Linked DNA regions of Canis lupus: region 2 is linked to region 1. A link is a contact called in public Hi-C data. All regions are on one chromosome and are shown on one strand. Each heading gives the region's core, a stretch centred on a gene start, on an enhancer-like site or on the middle of the called end of the contact. The rest is flanking DNA. Distances are from core to core; before and after follow the strand shown.

What was found. Hi-C and Micro-C count contacts between places; a contact is called where the count stands out from the background.
Region 2: a contact with region 1 is called in a Hi-C map of blood, with 6 times the contacts expected there. The contact joins the promoter of RIF1 here to the promoter of MMADHC in region 1. A contact is called at or near these places in 7 of 9 Hi-C or Micro-C datasets (amygdala, blood, liver and 1 more).

What each region holds. Positions count from the first base shown.
Region 1 is chr19:52,828,505-52,834,699 of UU_Cfam_GSD_1.0, forward strand. It overlaps MMADHC (cobalamin trafficking protein CblD), which reads right to left and starts at 1,774. Exons shown (of 8, transcript XM_038565188.1): 1 at 1,620-1,774; 2 at 857-918. The coding sequence starts at 865.
Region 2 is chr19:54,418,370-54,424,397 of UU_Cfam_GSD_1.0, forward strand. RIF1 (telomere-associated protein RIF1) reads left to right here and starts at 4,255. Exons shown (of 35, transcript XM_038565196.1): 1 at 4,255-4,341; 2 at 4,523-4,636; 3 at 5,088-5,166. The coding sequence starts at 4,533. LOC102153280 (a long non-coding RNA gene) reads right to left here and starts at 4,678. Exons shown (of 3, transcript XR_005374335.1): 1 at 4,623-4,678; 2 at 3,621-3,733; 3 at 2,811-3,113.

The DNA.
Region 1 (6,195 bases), core at 524-3,023:
ACCAAAGAATCGAATCTAAACCCTGAGCGTGACATGCAAGGTTCCCTGGTCCCAACCTCACTTCCCGCTCTTCCGCGTTGCGCAAGGCGGAAGGGTCTTCTGGAGTTTTTGAAACGGAGGGGAGAGGGACTCTGAAGACCAATCCCCCGCTGTTCCATTAAAATCGCCAATTACCGGGCGGCCCGGGCGGCTCAGCGGTTGAGCCTCTGCCTTCGGGCCAGGGCGTGACCCCGAGGTCCCGAGTCCCGCCGCGTGGGGCTCCCTGCAGGGAGCCTGCTTCTCCCTCGGCCTGTGTCTCTCATGAATAAATAAGTTAAATTAAATTAAAATCTCCAATTATCTGGATCCCAGCGTCTTCTCGGAACTCCGATGAAGTGCTTCTGCGATCGCCTTGGCCCGGAGCTCCGCGGTGAGCTGCATCCCACCGCCCGGCCGCCGCCCACCGGGACTCCCGGGCTACGGGCCCGCCTCCCTGGCGCCCGTCCTGCAGGGTGCGGGAGGTCCCGCTATCCCGGGACGGCTACGAAAACCTTCCCGTGTAGCTAACCCGGGTAATTAAAAAAAAAAAAAAAGCTTAAAGGCAGATTCCGAGTACCCACTGACTACTGTCTTCTGAAAACGTTGCAAGGATCCGGGCACTGGCTTCGTGTCCAAACACGGACTCGCAGGCGCGGGGACCCGGGACCGACGAAAACGTCCGTGTTCGAACCACCCTCGGGGCGCGCCGCGCTGTCCACACCCGCCCCTCCCCCCGCTGCCCGCGACACTTCTCACACAGCGCGTCCGAGCGCGAGAAACAGGCCGCCGAGGCCGCCGTCCCGAAACCCACTTGCCAACCACGGCGGCGTGTACTCACGGTGGCCATTTCCGGCGGGGAGGGCGGACGCCGGCGATCGTCCCTTCCGTGAAGCTCTACCCCTGGGGGACCGACAAAACACAGCAGCCTGGTGACCCACCCGGCGCCAGCTCCGGGGCGCGCCGCCGCCCCGCCCCGACGCCCGCGCGCTCCCCGGAAGTGCACCCCGCCCCCAAGCCCACCCCCGCAGGGCCCCGCCCCCGACGCCCCCGCGCTCCCCGGAAGGGCGCCCCCCCCCCGCAGAACCCCGCCCCCGACGCCGCAGCGCTCCCCGGAAGTGCACCCCCAGCAAGACCCCGCCCCCGACGCCCGAGCGCTCCCCGGAAGTCTGCCCCCCGCGTCCCGCAGGGCCCCGCCCCCGACGCCCGAGCGCTCCCGGAAGTGCGCCCTCCCCCGCGCCCCGCAGGGCCCGCCCCGACGTCCGAGCGCTCCCGGAAGTCCGTCCAGCCCCCAAGCAGGGCTCCACCCCCGAGCTCCCCGGAAGTGCGCGCCCCCCCCACAGGGCCCCGCCCCCGACGCCCGAGCGCTCCCCGGAAGTGCGCCCCACCCCCAACGCCCCCGCAGGGCCCCGCCCCCAAGCCCCCTTCCCCCCCCCGCTCCCGCGAGCAGCTGGGGCCCGGTGACGGCGGGGAAGCAGGAGTCCGTGCCGGCCCGGGACACGGTCCTCAGGGCCGGCGGCTCCACAGCAGCTCCGGACGAGCGCTGGGCCGGGGCTGACGGGGACAGCCTGGCCACAGGGAGCCTGTCGGGGCAGGGGCCATACCGAGCGCGGTGGCCCCCAGACGGGCGCATTCGGAGGGTCCGACACGGTGGAAGCCGCCGCCGCCGCCAGCCGTCCCGGGCCCGCACTGGCTCCGCCGTCAAAATGGCGGCCGCGACGGCAGCGCGGCGAGCGCCTACGCCGGCGGCGACCAGGCCGGAGCAGCGGCTTCCGCACACATCGATGCGGAGGAGCGTCGGCGGGATGATGCGCACGCGCAGGCGCACACCGGGGCCGCCGCCGTGGGCGTCGTGGGTGGACGCGCCCCGCGCCCCCCGCCCCGCGCCCCCCCCCGGCCGGCGCGAGGCTCCCGGTGCTCCGCGTCCGTCCCGGGGCCGGGTGAGAGGCCTCGCGTCGTGCTGCCGCCGGAGGACGCGGGCTCCCGCCGGTCGGGGCGCGGTTGTCAGCCCGCGAGCCGCTGGGCTCGAGCCCGGACGAGCTTCCTGCGCGTCCCGGGCCCTGGGCGGCTCCGTGGCCGGCGCTCACGGCCGCACGGGCAGCTGGACCCGCTCCTCAGGTTCTGACTGAAGTCCATACTTATTTTATTATTTTATCTTACTTTAGGATTTTATTCATTTATTCCTGAGAGGCACGGAGGGAGGCCGAGACGCCGGCGCCCCGCGGGGAGCCCGTCGACCCCGTGACCCGGGTCACGCCCTGGGCCGCAGGCGGCGCTCACCGCTGGGCCCCCGGCACCCTTGAACTTTTTTTTTTTTTAATTTTTAAAAAAGATTTTATTTATTTATTTATTCTTGAGAGACACGGAGAAGCAGGCTCCTCACAGGGAGCCCGACGTGGGCCTCGACCCCGTGACCCGGGTCACGCCCTGGGCCGCAGGCGGCGCTCACCGCTGAGCCCCCGGCACCCTTGAACTTTTTTTTTAATTTTTAAAAAAGATTTTATTTATTTGTTTTTGTTTTAATTTTTATTTATTTATGATAGTCACACACAGAGAGAGAGAGAGAGGCAGAGACGCAGGCAGAGGGAGAAGCAGGCTCCATGCAGGGAGCCCGACGCGGGCCTCGACCCCGTGACCCGGGTCACGCCCTGGGCCGCAGGCGGCGCTCACCGCTCAGCCCCCGGCACCCTCGAACTTTTTTTTTTTTTTAATTTTTAAAAAAGATTTTATTCATTTATTTATTCTTGAGAGACACGGAGACGCAGGCAGAGGGAGAAGCAGGCTCCTCACAGGGAGCCCGACGTGGGCCTCGATCCGGGACCGGGTCACGGCCTGGGCCACAGGCGGCGCTCACCGCTGGGCCCCCGGCACCCTTGAACTTTTTTTTTTTTAATTTTTAAAAAAGATTTTATTTATTCGTTTTTGTTTTAATTTTTATTTATTTATGATAGTCACACAGAGAGAGAGAGAGAGAGAGAGGCAGAGACGCAGGCAGAGGGAGAAGCAGGCTCCATGCACCGGGAGCCCGACGTGGGATTCGATCCGGGACCGGGTCACGGCCTGGGCCGCTGGCGGTGCTCACCGCTGGGCCCCCGGCACCCTCGAACTTTTTTTTTTTTTAATTTTTAAAAAAGATTTTATTCATTTATTTATTTATTCTTGAGAGACACGGAGACGCAGGCAGAGGGAGAAGCAGGCTCCATGCGGGGAGCCCGACGTGGGACTGGATCCGGGACCGGGTCACGGCCTGGGCCGCAGGCAGACGCCCCCCGCCGTCCCCGCCGCCCCCGCCGTCCCCGCCGCCCCCGCCGCCCCCGCCGCCCCCGCCGCGCGTGACTGGAAGGATGAACCGGGCTTGGTCCGAAAGCCGAGAAAAGATGTGTCGGGGGGAGCGGCCGTGGGGTCCGCAGCTCGTGCCGCCTCGGCCCGCAGGTGGTCGAGGGCACGGGTCGCCGTGGTCCTGGAGGCGGCGGGGAGCAGCTGCGAAGGGTGCAGCGGGGCCCCGGCCTGACGGCGCTGGCGCCTCGGGGAGACCCGCTGCTGCCGCCGTTTAGAGGGCGTTTAGAGGGCGGCTGGAAGGGCCCGTGAGGAGGACTCCCGGGTTCATGAACCAGGGTATTCGGGAGACAGAGTTGCTTTTGCTTTATTTGAAACCCGGTAATATCAGTACTTGTGGGTCGTGCACTCTGTGGTGGCACTTGGGTGGGGATTTTTGCATTATTTGCTTTAAGGCTCCTGGCACTATAGCAAGTAGAGGTGTCATCAACCTCGTGTCACATATGAAGAAATGGAAGGAGAAAGAGGGTAAGGATGCTTCCGAAGCTTCCAGGTCTGGACTTAAGTCTGGGTCTGGGGCACCTGGGCGGCTCGGGATCCGGGATCGAGTCCCGCATCAGGCCCCCCACAGCGAGCCTGCTTCTCCCTCTGCCTGTGTCTGTAATAAATAAATAAATAAATAAATAAATAAAATCGAGGGGGGGGGGATCCCTGGGTGGCTCAGCGGTTGAGCGCCTGCCTTTGGCCCAGGATTTGATCCTGGAGACCCAGGATCGAGTCCCGCATCAGGCTCCCTGCATGGAGCCTGCTTCTCCCTCTGCCTGTGTCTCTGCCTCTCTCGCTCTCTCTCTGTGTGACTATCATAAATAAATAAAAATTAAAACAAAACCAAAAACGAATAAATAAATAAAATCTTAAAAAAAATACAAATCTCTGTTAGGTTCGAAAATAGTGTTCTCTTTTCCACACTTCACGTTCTCCAGAAGCAGAACAGGTGTTTGGAGAAAGATGGCCATCCTTGGCTTGAAGACGCCTATGTGGAGTTCAGGTGGACTTGCCAATAAGTCATCTGAAAGTAGGCCTATTGCTCAAGAAAGTGGTTTGTACAGGAGACCGAGATTTGAGAGTCATTGGCATATGGGTAGTAATGAACACCATGGGAACCCCTTAACCTAAAGTTCAATGATGGGCTTTATGGGAAGGGAGAAAGATCAGTGAAACTCTTATGCAGATTTTTGTATATTTGTAAGTAGATTCATTATTTTTCCCCCATAGGGAGAGGGTGCATAGCTTCAGATTGTTAAAGGAGTTCGTGGCTCCGTTAGTCCAGGACATACTAGTGTAGAGTGTAAAAGTAAAAGGGCAAAGTCAGGATACCAGGAAACACTAATTAGAGGGGTAACAGAAGAAAACCTAGCAACAAGACTGGCAGGTTTCAGAAAGGAGAAGGAAATCAGGAGTGTTAGATGTCAGGAATGATGGCCGTTGCTCATATTATTAGGTGCTACAGAAAGATCTTAGCGAGGTTCATTTTATTTGATAAATCCAGTGGCCGTGACTGCCAGAGGAATTTCAGTGGAGCAGGGTACGGGGGGTGGAATTTTGATAAGTAGATACTCCGAGGGTGAAACAAACTTCCCGAGGACAGAGGCTTCATCTGCTTGTTCACTGCATCCCCAGCACTTTACTATATTCCTGCCACAGAGCCGGGGGGCGGTGGGGGTGGGGGGACCAGTACATGTTTGCTGAGTAGATGCCGAAGTGTGGATCGTTAATAACCAGCTGCCGGTAGCCGCTGCTGCTTTCCAGGCTGCGTAGCTCCTGGCATCTAGCTACCCAACACCTGGGCTGGGAGAGGAGTAGGGTCTGTACTGCGTGAGGGGAGACACTGACCCTTGGGCCCAAACTGCCTGCTGCCATACAACTACCTGCAGTGGTGACTATGGGATCAAACCCGGGATTTGTCTGGCTCCGAAACCCCTATGCCTTCCACAACAATACAGCGCGGAAGACGAAGGGGTGAGTAGCTGTCTCTCCGCTTACTTCGGTTCACTCCTGCCTGCTTCTCCCTTTCACTCTCTCTCAGATTGTGCTGCTGCTTCAGATAAGCCAGGACCTTGGCAAAACTGTAGAAATGGATCCGTTCACCAGATTACGAGACTATTCAGAGGCCAGCCAGTATATCACATCCTTGGGGGTTTTCTTTCTCATCTCACGCATTCAGCTGCGTGCATTGATGTTTTTTGGTAAACATATGCCTTCCTTTTGATTCTAGAACACGCTGATTCTGAGTAACAAAAAGACGCATACTAATGCAACCGAAGGAACGAAGGAACATCTAGTAATGGCTAAGTGCTCAGTTTGGAAAGACTGTTGCATCGTAGCTAATCCTTTCTGTAAAGGTAGTAGGATTATAAAACCAAAAGACAAGATGGACTATTTTCTGCTCAACCAAGCATATCTAAAGCACAGTAGAAGTTTGAAGACAATATTTTATTATTTTAATAAACTCTGCGTGGAACTATTACCTGGTTGCAAGAAAACAACATGCAAAATGATAATAGAAACGTAAGAAGGGTGTGGATGAAAGTAAAAATCTGTGAACACTTGGTTTTTATTATTGGACTCAGTCACAGAACTTGACTATTATCACAACTTTTAAGTTCCTTATGACAGTGATGCAATATCTTTTTAGTATTTGATACATTAAGATAGGCATATATATATATATATATATATATAGCCATTATATATATATATATATAGCCATTTCTAGAAAACTCAAACTTTTCCTGGAAACACCGTATGTGTTCTAGCCATCTATTGCCATGTGGCAACACATGAATATTGTAGAGGGTGAATGTTGGGTGTCTCTAGGGTGTAATGGAAGAGAAGCCTTCTATT
Region 2 (6,028 bases), core at 3,005-5,504, 1.6 Mb after region 1:
TAAGTCACACAGTGGCAGAGCCACTATTTGAATCCTCATCTATTTGGTTCCAAAGCTGGGCTATTACATTAACTCCAGTAATTTGGATCACAGATAGATACTTTACTAAAGGAATAACTACAGGAGTCCTGTAAACAGTGAGCTTCCATAGGACTCTTTATACTGAATTCTTCTAAACCATGTTCAAGAATACATCTATTATGAAACCATACCACCACGGTGCTTTATGCAGGGTAGAGCTCGTTAAATGCTGATGAATGAATGTCACTTAAATAAGTTAGCTTTGGAGTTCTGTATGAAAACATTAAAGTTCTCTATTTAACTCTTTTAGCTTATTTGTAAATCCAGGAAGAGTACTTCACTGTTTTAGAACCACTGTGAGGAGTAAATGAGATAATGTACACACAACATCTAGCACTCAATGAAAAGCAGTTAAAAAAGCAATTTTATAATCTTGAAATGATTATGTTCAGGCCACAGATTGGGATCCCAGGTAGATATTAGGTGGACAGGTCTAACACCTATTAGATAGAAAATATCATTAGGACTACTGGGGGCAAGTAGGAGAAAGTTGTCATTGAGAGACCTAAGATTATAGGCTTGATATTTGCTGAGTAATGTGGTGGTTAGAGACAGAAATGTGCAAGTTAGAAGTGACACTGGATTGAAGGTGCAAGGCTTTTTATGATGTTCTGAGGAGAAAAAGAGATTTACGGTTTGAAGAGGCAGAGAGACAGGAATTGTATATTGGTTGGATAATTAGATGAAAGGACAGATGAATTAATACATAAAAAATTTAATTAAAAATGTAATTATATGGTACGCTTGGGGGCTCAGGGGTTGAGCGTCTGCCTTCAGCCCAGGGCATGACCCCACATCGGGCTCCCTGCATGTAGCCTGCTTCTCCCTCTGCCTGTGTTTCTGCCTCTCCCTCTGTGTATCTCATGAATAAATAAAATCTTTTTAAAAATGTAATTATGAAAAATAACAACAACAACAAAATGTACTTAATGAATGCCTGGTACTATGAATTTATTGCCTAGTAAGAGAAGATCTATGGTAGTAGTTCCAGAATTTCTACAAAAGAGAAGCTTAAGGGGATGCCTGGGGAAGGGGGGTGCTCAGGGGTGGGGCGTCTGCTTTTAGTTCAGGGTGTGACCCTGGGGTCCTGGGATGGAGTCCCACGGGCTCCCTGCAGGGAGCTTGCTTCTCCCTCTGTCTGCGTCTCTGCCTCTCTCTGTGTGTCTCTTGTGAATAAATAAAATCCTTTTTTTTAAAAGAAAAGGGATAACAATCTCTTTGGAAGGGTGTGGAGAGAAGGGTCTGGGTGGGGAAGAGGATTTGTCTAGACTCTGTGTAATCTCTTAGCACCTTAGATGAGAAAATACCAAAAAAGATTGGGGGCACTGATTGATATCAGGCTACAACTAATTCTCCTCAGACCAACCCTGCACTTGGCCGCTCAGACATACAGAACTGAACAATGATAGGACGTGGGGCTGACTCAGTCTGTGGAGTGTGCAACTCTTGATCTCGGGGTTGTTGAGTTTGAGGTATACATTTGGTGTAGAGATTACGTTTTTTTTTTTTTTTTGAGTGCAGAGATTACTTAAAATCTTTAAAAAAAAAGTAAATAACAATAAATTACTGAGATATTTAACAGGTTTCCAAAAAAAAAAAAAAAAGGAACTATGTCAGCATGAAGGCAGAAGCATTTAATTTCCTTGGGGAGGGGCACTTGGGTGGCTGGTTGAGCGCCTCCCTTCGGGCTGGGGCGTGACCCCGGGGTCCTGATATGAAGTCCCAGGTGGGGCTCCCTATAGGGAGCCTGCTTCTCCCTCAGTCTGGATCTCTGCCTCTCTGTCTCTCATGAATATATAAATAAATAAATATTTTAAAAAATTAAATAATTTTCCTTGGGGAAAGAATAAACGGGAAGGACTTAATAAAAAGGCGTGGTTTTAATCTACTCTGATTTATCACACTTGAAAAAGGGAGTTAATGTTCTATACACAAGGAACACCACAGATCTTCAACGACAGAAGAGTTAGAGATCGTGGTAGACTGTTCAAAACTTGGCTGAGGTGGGGATAAGGGTGGAGATGAAACGTTAGCAGTGGCCCAATCATCACAGGCCTACGTGTTACATCAAAAGTTTTGAAATTTATTCTATGATTGATGGGAAGGATTTCAGTCTCAGTAGTGACAATAATACTATGAAACATTTTAGGAAGATCACAGGACTATGCATTCGAAAGAGGTACAAGCAACATGACCACCCCAACCTCTTCTTTGTAAATGGGATATAAATAGGGAAAAAAATGAATAAAACAAAGTCCCTATACTCAAGGAATTTCCATTCTCACGGATAGAGACACAATAAAATCTAGGTATATAATGCAGTATCAGTGATAGTGTTGGAAGAATAAAGCACAGGAAGGCACAGAAGGACTGGGCGGAGGTACTGTCTTAAGGCAAGCTCAGTGTTTTCAGTAATCTCATAGCCACCATAAAAATATTATGTGTTTTTTTTTTAATATTATGGTTTTAAGATACTCTCTTACTTTCAGTAACAGGTCTACAACCTACAACAGGTCTACTTTACTGAAATCTTATGTTGCCAACTTGTCCATATTTCATTTATTGTGTAATAACTTCTTTACCTTAAGTATCTTGTCTTGCCAAACCCCACAAAATGAGCCCTTTCCCCTCTGAAGCTTATAGAACTCATTATCAGGCTGTGCTGAAAATTTTCTGTATGATTACTTCTACAGTGTCTCTACATTTTACCCAGACTTACAACTCTTCACTGTTTTTTAAGTCTTTAATTTCCATAGCTTGGCTCACAAAATCGGTGTGTCTCCTTCCCTCTCTTCCTCCATTTTTTTTTCTTAAGAAACATGTTCTGTATTGAGCGTTTAGTTTGGCAGACACCTGGCTAGAGGCGGAGAAGGGCAAAATGCAGCACCCACCTCTGCAGCTGAGAGTTGTAGAGTCTGTAAGTGGAGGCTGGAGAGGTGGGGGATCTGAAACCTGTGAGGCCAATGTGGAAGAACCGCTTGCTGCTGAGTCTAAGATGCCACGGGTGTTACGCTATATGTTGGCAAATTGGACTGCAATAAAAATAAAACAAAATAAAAATAAATAAAAATAATAGTGGCATCAGAAAGAAAAAAAGAAAAAAGTAAAGCAAACAACAACAACAAAAAATAAGATGCCCAGTGTGAGGTTGGTCTTATCCTGCGCGATGTGGGCAGGTCTGAGGCCTAGGAAAAGGGAGGGTGATACTTTAATAGTCAAGAGTATACACAGTCCTTTCTCCGCGCCTGAAGTCCCCGCCAAGTCCCACCCTTCAACACCTGGGGCCTACATTAAAGAATGCAGATCTTTGGGAGCTACCTACTGAATCCTCGGAATCACAAGGTCTAAGGGTGGGGCCCAGAAATCTGGCAGTTTAACCACAAATATCCCCAGGCCATTGTTATGAACACTTAAAATGTGAAAACCAAAGGCTTCTTAAAAAAAAAAAAAAAAATTTTTTTTTTTTAAATTTAAATTCAATTAACACCCAGGGCTCCTTTCCTACTTGTTCTCACTTCACTTTCACCTGCCGTGGTTACCTTGACCATCCCTATTTTCCGGAGTTGGAAACGGAGGCCTAGAAAGGTTGGTCATGGGGCATCTGGGCAGCTCAGCGGTGGGTCCCGCAGGGGGCTCCCTGCATAAATAAAACCTTAAAAAAAAAAAAAAAAAAAAGTAAGGTTGGCTAATTTGCTGAAGTCACACAGAGCCAGGGTTGGAATCCACAGCAATCTAAATGCAACTCTAGTCTTTTTTTTAAAAGATTTTATTTATGCATTGAAGAGACACAGAGTTGGGGGGCGGAGACCCAGGCCTGGGGAGCAGCAGGCGCCCTGCGGGGGGCCCGCTGGGGACAGGATCGGGGACCCGGGGTCACGCCCCTGCAGCCACCTCCTCCCGCCAAGTGACGTGGAGGAAAGGACACGCCCCCGCCCGAGCGCCGAGGCCCCGCCCGCGCAGGCGCAGGCGCAGGCGCAGGCGCAGGCGCAGGCGCAGTCCGCAGCCAGAGCCCGCCCCCGGGAGGGGCCCCGCGATGGGCGGGGCCATCGATGACGTCGGCGCGCCGCCGCCCTGTTGGACTCGCTCGGGGCTCCGCGGCCAGGCCTGCCCGACTCCCGCGCGCCCGCGGGCCCGCCCCCGCCGCCATCTTGGTCCCGCCGGGAGCGGGCCGCACGCGAGAGTAAACAGGCCGCGCCGGGGAGTCGCGTTCGGCGGGGTCGGGCGCCGCGGGAGGACACGGCCCTGCTGTGCGTGCGTGGGGTAAGCGCCGGGCCCGCGGGCGGACCTCGGCCCGCCGCCCCGCCCCCCCCCGTGGGGAGCTGCCCGGGAGAGCGGCGGCGGGGCGGCCCGGGCGGGGGCGCGGGGGGCGGTTAGCGGCCCGGACGCGGGGGCGGGAGGCCGGGCGGTCAAGGGGTCGCGTCCTCTTCCGGTCCGTGCGCAGGGCGGCCGACATGACGGCCCCGGCCGGGAGCCCCCTGGCGCCGCTGCTGGAGACGCTCGACGACGCGTCCGCCGCGCCCGGAGAGCAGGCCGACGCTTACCTGGCCCTGAGCAGGTGAGGCTGCGGGGGGCGGGGGCGGGGGTCCCCCGCGGGGGGGGGGGGGCGGGGAGCCCGCACGTGGGCCCCGCCGCCCGAGCCGAGCCGCGCCGCGCCGCGGAAGTTGGCTGGAAGTTCGGTGTCCGGCGGGCGCGGCGGCGGGCGGCTCTGGGCCCCGACGACCCCGGCCTCCGCGCCCTGCAGGTGCCGACGCCCGCCGGGTAACAACTGTTGGAAAACCACGGCCGCTCACTGTAGCGTGTGGCGTCGCGTGGCCCCCTCCGCCCCCCGCCCCCCGCCCCGTGCGTGCGGAAGCCCCCTCGGCGGCCGTTCCTGCGCGTTCGTGTCACGCGCGGTGCCCCGTGGCGCTGCCCTCGGGGGGGGGGGGGTCCTTAGGCCTGGGTGCGGGGCGCCCCGCCGTGCCCTCCGCGCGCCATGTGGGTGAGCTTGTGTCCTCTCTGATTTTAAGTCGAATGACTGGAGAAGATGGGAAAGAAGTCGTTACGGAAATCGAGAAAAGGCTTCCCCAGCTCCTCAGAGTTTTGAAAGTATGTATCCGTTTACTGAATAGTTGTTTTTTTTTTTGGGGGGGTCTATATGTGTGTGGTGGAAAGTTCTAAGCTGACTCCAAAAAAAAAAAGGCTTGGTATAAGAGTGCGATTCCTACAGGGCCGTTTGTGGATTTATTAGGCGCCAAGTACTTCCTTTTTTTTTTTTTTTTTTTTTAAAGATTTATTTATGACAGAGGGGGGGGGGGCAGAGACACAGGCCGGGGGAGAAGTAGGCTCCATGCCGGGAGCCTGATGTGGGACTCGATCCCGGGACTCCAGGATCGCGCCCTGGGCCAAAGGCAGGCGCCAAACCGCTGAGCCACCCAGGGATTTCCGCCCCCCTCCTTTTTTTTTCTTAAGATTTTATTTGTTTATTCATAAGAAAGAGAGAGAGGCAAGCTCCATGCAGGGAGCACGATGTGGGACTCGATCCTGGGACTTCAGGATCACGCCCTGGGCTGAAGGCAGAGGCTCAACCGCTGAGCCACTCGGGCTGCCCCCGCCGATTACTTTCTTGATCACCTTGCGTGTTTTCTCTTCCTTAACCCTCCATCTCCCTGTAAGGGTTCTCTTGAACCCCCACTGCGTAGAACAAATTGGTTTAATCTGCTCTATGTTGCCCAAGGCCACTTGAATACAAAAATCTATGCTTTTGTTTTATTGATTTTATTTTTATTTATTTACTTACTTTAAAAAATGTTATTTATTTATTTATGAGAGAGAGAGAGGCAGAGACACAGGCAGAGGGAGAAGCAGGCTCCAAACAGGGAGCCGGAGGCGGGACTCGATCCCGGGACCGCGGGGTCACGCCCTGGGCGGAAGGTGGCGCTAAACCACTGAGCCACCTGGGCTTCAGGCT